Linked DNA regions of Zea mays: region 1 is linked to region 2. Evidence: chromatin contacts called from public Hi-C data. All regions are on one chromosome and are shown on one strand. Each heading gives the region's core, a stretch centred on a gene start, on an enhancer-like site or on the middle of the called end of the contact. The rest is flanking DNA. Distances are from core to core; before and after follow the strand shown. Region 1 has its middle 90 kb from the start of LOC103650238. Region 2 holds the start of LOC100283513.

Region 1 (2,700 bases), core at 181-2,680, 240 kb after region 2:
AACTAGGTAACCTATTAGGTCCGATCAGCTTAACCTAACAGTGTCACGGTGATTAAATAAACATTATTAGGTCAAAGAATGTGATCATCAACACAACTTGCCTTTTTCGTGCAACTCTAGATACTTCTCCAATGCAGGATCTAGGTGCCTCATAACCTCGCTTTGCTATCGCATCAAAACATACAGATAGGAAAATAATACTTAAAAATAACATTACACCAAATATGGAAACAAACCACACAATAATATTATATGCATCGTAATAAAATCGTAGGTTCGAGAACCACTAAATTCGGAACTAAAATGACTTAGTTATGAATTTTCTAAGTTTTCTAGAATCATTTTTATCCTAAAAATCATTTTTAGATTCATTTTATTAAAATAAAATTCCCTTTGGACGACACCACTATTACCTGAGAACTCAGGGTCTTCTATGCAAGTTTTAGAACTTGTATGCATGTTTCTGTGAACTACCACAGACAGCGGGTTATTTTGTAAACAACCTAGGGACTCCTTTGCAAATTGCACGACTGAAGGGGTACAAATAACTCAGAGCCATCCAATCATCGACCGACGACCCACATTAGAAGCTTGTTAATTCAACCGGTAAGTATTAGCAGCCATTCGATCCCCATCCCACGGTTGACGCTGCCCCTGATTTGGTACACTCCCGAGATCGTAGAATCACTCATTAATGGCTAAGATTCACCACGGAAGGGTTATCCCTTATCTCAAATCCTAGCCATATATGCACGGATCCACGACCCATGCATCCTGTTCTTCGTCCCACGGACAGAGCCCGGCGGTGCACGCCCGGCACGACGGAGGGCCCCTAGAGTCCAACATGCACCATGATCCTGTGCCAGATATCCCCTTGGAAGTTCCTACATGGAGAGGATGCTATATTGAACAGGGTGGGTGACACCTTACCATTTATCGCACAGTGAGGATCTACTTCCCGTGGTGAGGCGTGGAACCGAGGCATCAATCCACTTCGACGAGCAATTGTAGCGATCTCGGCAATGAATGTCCACCACCTCTACCATGGACACCTTCGTCGTGTCATGGCGAAGCTCCTAGGGCACTTTGTTGGTCCCTGAGCGGCCATGTGGGTAGGATCCACTACGGCGGATTCCCTTTGGTCTTTGTTCGTTCGATAGAGGTGGCTGATCCTCGTGGCGCGTGGTGCCCCGGCTCACATAAGTTGGAGAGGAGGTGTGGCTAGAGCTTTATATTGGGCGCAAAGGAGTCCGAGCCCACGATCATCGCCGTCAGTTGATTGGTGCCCGGGGATGTGGTGGTTGTTGTGCATTCGGCTATGAACAAATAAGGGAGAGATAAGCCTGACGACATGGTCCCACTGGTCGGTGATGCGGCCGCCCCGCACGCGAATACGCGATGCGTGTGGCTGCCTAACGGGGCCTGCTCGTTGACGCAGTGTGGTTGAGAAAAAGAAAAGGGAAAGGATGAGATGGGCTAGTGGGTGAAGTAGTGATCAACTGGGTCGGGTGCAGTGTTGAGGGGAATTGGGACGACCACGCAGAATTCGGCCTAGGTGAGCTCTTGTTCTTTTCTTTTTCTGTTTCCTATTTCTAGTTTTCAAAATTCAAACTAATTCAAGTTTTAGGATTCAAACTAAATGCACACTCATAACTTCAGCATGATGCATAATTATACATATTATTTATATATTAACCATTCTTTTAGATAAATATTTTTAAATATAAATAATTCATGAAAGGAGTAATCCACACAAACAATTTATTTCAAACAAAATCTTTCTTTTTTATTTAAATTTTGAGTTTTTGAATTCACAATCTAGTTTCTAAATTTTGAACACTCAAACTTTAACATTACCACTTATTTAGTTTACAAGAGTAATTCCATATACTTAATCCATCTTTAGAAGATATCATAAAAAATTATAGATAATTTTCGTTAAATCACCAAAATAGGCTTTTAGGGTGTTACATGGGCCTACCGATTATCGTATTTCTCAGCACGTGATTATTATTTTCAAACGCTTGACACAGGTATCCACACGTTAATCCTTATTCTAATTCCGTTCCACAGACACGGCATCCCCCTGGGATCCGTGTCCACAGACAATCATAATCTCATTGTCAAAATGAATACAAACCAATCCTTGACCTCACGCGAGTGCTAGAAAAATCACTTGTTGGGGGTCTTCTTCTCCACCGAAGGTCCACAAGACGAAGACACTGTTAGAAAGCAACAACATCGAATGCCAAAGTTACAACCGAAGGACCACAGCTTCGGCTTAAGGTGGCGTCGAAGGTCAAACATAGAGCCGAGTCGAAAAGGAAAAGACTAGTTAATCCTTGATGATTTATGTTACGATTATGTGTACATGTTAAGGTCATAAATGTATTTTTACTCGGGCTGCGTCCCGTGCCTATAAATAGTTGAACAGTACCCTCGTACTGTTCACGCTGGATTGTAATTACTCTCGCGTCAACACCTTCAAACAAGCCGAAGGTATCAATGAAATATAAATTATGTTAATGTTCATATGTATATCATGAAATAAATATATGAATGAATAACATATATTGTCTCTATGAACTATTATTCTCATGAATGATGAAGGTGTGTCCTTCCTGACCATCGTTCGAAGATCGTTATATCCGAAAGGAGATAATGCTTCGAAGGACGAAGATCCTTAATCTATAACAATTG
Region 2 (2,700 bases), core at 59-2,558:
AACAACATGGCAAATATGTCAAGCTATTTGCAAATGTTATTTCAATTATTTCTCTGTAGGTAGAAATTCTTGAGCTAGCAAATAATATGATCAGAAATTAAGAATAATCTAAGCTCTTTTCTTGCCATGGGTCATAATGGTTCTTGAGCCACCAAATGAAGTCATTGATTACCAATTTCATATCAGCACTGCTCACTCATAAAAATGAGTTATTCGATCAAACCTCAGAAAAAATTAAAACCCAGAGGACTCAAATAAATTAAGCAAGATTAAATTCAAAAAGGAAAAACTGTCACAAGTTGCAAATTTAAGGACATGTATAAAGGAGAAAGGACCATGCATTTGCTATCTCAGTTTTTTACAGAACTACATATTTAAGGACAATTCAGAGACTTCAAGAACAGATGTGGTTATATCACCTCAGACAACAGTTGTCAGAAATGCACTTACGAAAGAGAACTATTAAATCCGTGGTTTTGTTAACATCAGCATTTTAAATCTCCAGCTAAGGCATTTAGCAGATGACTTCTAAAACAGCTAGCTTGACAAGCGCCTACCATTTTAGAGTGACATTCCAAATACTGTGGTTACTGTACCGATTTGAACAAAATAGACGAATGGAATTCATTATAACGTATCAGTGCACATGGTCAGTCTTCCACCATTGGCACCAAAGCGTGGAATTAGAAAGTAGATCTTGGGCACCACGAATGGTGCAGGCAGCCAGGAGCCCAGGAAGATATGCAAGCAAGATAGAAATGGACAGGTGCGTCCACGCCAGACCTCGTAAGCATTGGCGATCTTGACGAAGAGCTTCCGCGACTCCGGATCGGGATTCTTGTCCGGGTGGCTGCACAGCACATAAAGTTCAATAAACGGTCATCGCCGGGTCGTATCGGGGGCAAGAGCCGAGGAAGGAGGCCAGGAACTCACTGTTTGAGAGAGAGCTTGTAGTACGCTTTCTTGATGTCTGACGCGTTCGCGTCCTGCTTAACCCTGTGCCACATCGGTTGCTGAGCGGGACAAGAAACCAGTCAAATGGAGGGAAAGAAAGGCAGATGGTACCCTAGGAGGTCGTAGCAGTCGTCTTCGTCGCAGTAGATGGCATCACAAGCAGGGAGGAGGAGGAGGAAGAACAGAGAGAGGAGCTGCGAAGCGGCAGCCATGGAGGCGGATCCGAATTGATTTTGGGCTAAGGTGGAGTGATTTTAGTTGTTGCCCCTAGATACGGTGAGAATTTTGCAAACATGGCACCGTCTATGCCCCGGCTTCAGACTATTGGCACCATGATCGTGGCAATTGAAATCGTGGCATCATAATCTCGCCCGTTTTGAAGATTTAGCATCGCGTGCGCTTAATGGTCATTAGCAATTCTTCACTTACCGTCGTGCCCTTGCTCCGTTACTTCCTTGGCCGCTGTCTTCTTCTACCGTATTCCATTCTCCCTCTCTCCTCTTTCTCGCCCTTGAGTTTGCGGCACTGCCCCAGGATCTCCAGCACCGCCTCCGTCGCCACCATCATGTACCCCATCTCCAGGTGCTGCAGCCTCGGCATGCTACGCGCGATGGTGTGCGCCTCGTCGTGCTGGCACACCTTGTCCGCCAGGTCGATCGGGTGCATCACTCGCCGGAGCCCCACCAGGGACCTGCAGTGCCTGCCGAACACCTCCAGCGCACGGGCTCCAATCTTCGTGCAGCTGCGAAAATCTGAAATGAATGACAGCAACGCTATGCGGACCAACTTACTTGTCTGCGATGAACGAGAACGAGAGAGCATTGCCACATCTCACACTTACTTGTCTGCGATGAACGAGAAGAGTGAATCGCGGAGCAGCCCGGAGACGCTAATCCGGTGGCACGAGCCGCCGTTGCGGCCGACGAGCAGCTCCACCATGCGACCGATCTGCTCCGGCTTGCTCTGCTGCTGGCTCCACTCCTCGATGTCGATCTCCTGCCAGCAGTAGGGGCCGGCGACCACCCGCCCCCAGGACTTGCACACCCGCGGCAGGACGGTGAGCACCTCCTGGAGTGGCAGGTTGCGGAAGATGAGCCCCAGCGCGTCCGGCAGCAGCTCCTCCCAGCACCTGTACTCCTTGTCGTCCTCGCATTCCCCCATCACTTGGTAGAAGAAGATGGCGGCCAGGCAAGTAACGGAGCGAGGGCAGGACGGAAAGTGGAGAATTGCTAATGACCATTAAGCGCACGCGATGCTAAATCTTCAAAACGGGCGAGATTATGATGCCACGATTTCAATTGCCACGATCGTGGTGCCAATAGTCTGAAGCCCGGCGTAGACAGTGCCATATTTGCAAAATTCTCAAATACGGTGGCCCTCACATTATATAATTCAGTTTAAATATAAGTTACTAGGCAAACAAACCGCACATGTTATTGAAAACACATGTTGTTTAAGTGGATTATATAATTTAGGTATCTAAATTATGATAATCTATAAACAAGTTATTAGATGTTTATTTTAGATTATTTTTTTAGTTTTTATCCACTAATAATTTATGTAAACAAACATCTCTAATAGGAGTATAGAAACTAGATTATATAATCCGAAGTATATAGTCTATATATAATAAGCTGAATTATATAATCCTACAAGAAAACAAACAGGCCCCGGATATGTTACTATTTTATTTTCTACCCTAATTTTATTTCTCTTTAAAACATGACCCACATACTCGTTTATGGA

Evidence for each region. A called contact is a pair of places that touch in the nucleus more often than the background predicts.
Region 1: a contact with region 2 is called in a Hi-C map of ear, with 2.8 times the contacts expected there. The contact joins the enhancer-like site here to the promoter of LOC100283513 in region 2. A contact is called at or near these places in 3 of 25 Hi-C or Micro-C datasets (ear, leaf and tassel).

What each region holds. Positions count from the first base shown.
Region 1 is chr3:81,988,716-81,991,415 of Zm-B73-REFERENCE-NAM-5.0, forward strand. No RefSeq gene overlaps it. Among protein-coding and RNA genes, the nearest start is that of LOC103650238, 90 kb to the right of the region's middle. Within about 2 kb of position 1,431, at least 14 of the 20 cell types and tissues checked have an H3K27ac peak or open chromatin away from gene starts, as enhancers often do. A contact at or near this core is called in ear, leaf and tassel, where this site is marked.
Region 2 is chr3:81,747,366-81,750,065 of Zm-B73-REFERENCE-NAM-5.0, forward strand. It overlaps LOC100283513, which reads right to left and starts at 1,309. Exons shown (of 10, transcript NM_001156413.2): 1 at 1,066-1,309; 2 at 934-996; 3 at 784-850. The coding sequence starts at 1,166. It overlaps LOC103652030 (F-box protein FBW2-like), which reads right to left and starts at 2,115. Exons shown (of 1, transcript XM_008677688.1): 1 at 1,402-2,115. The coding sequence starts at 2,115. The coding sequence ends at 1,402.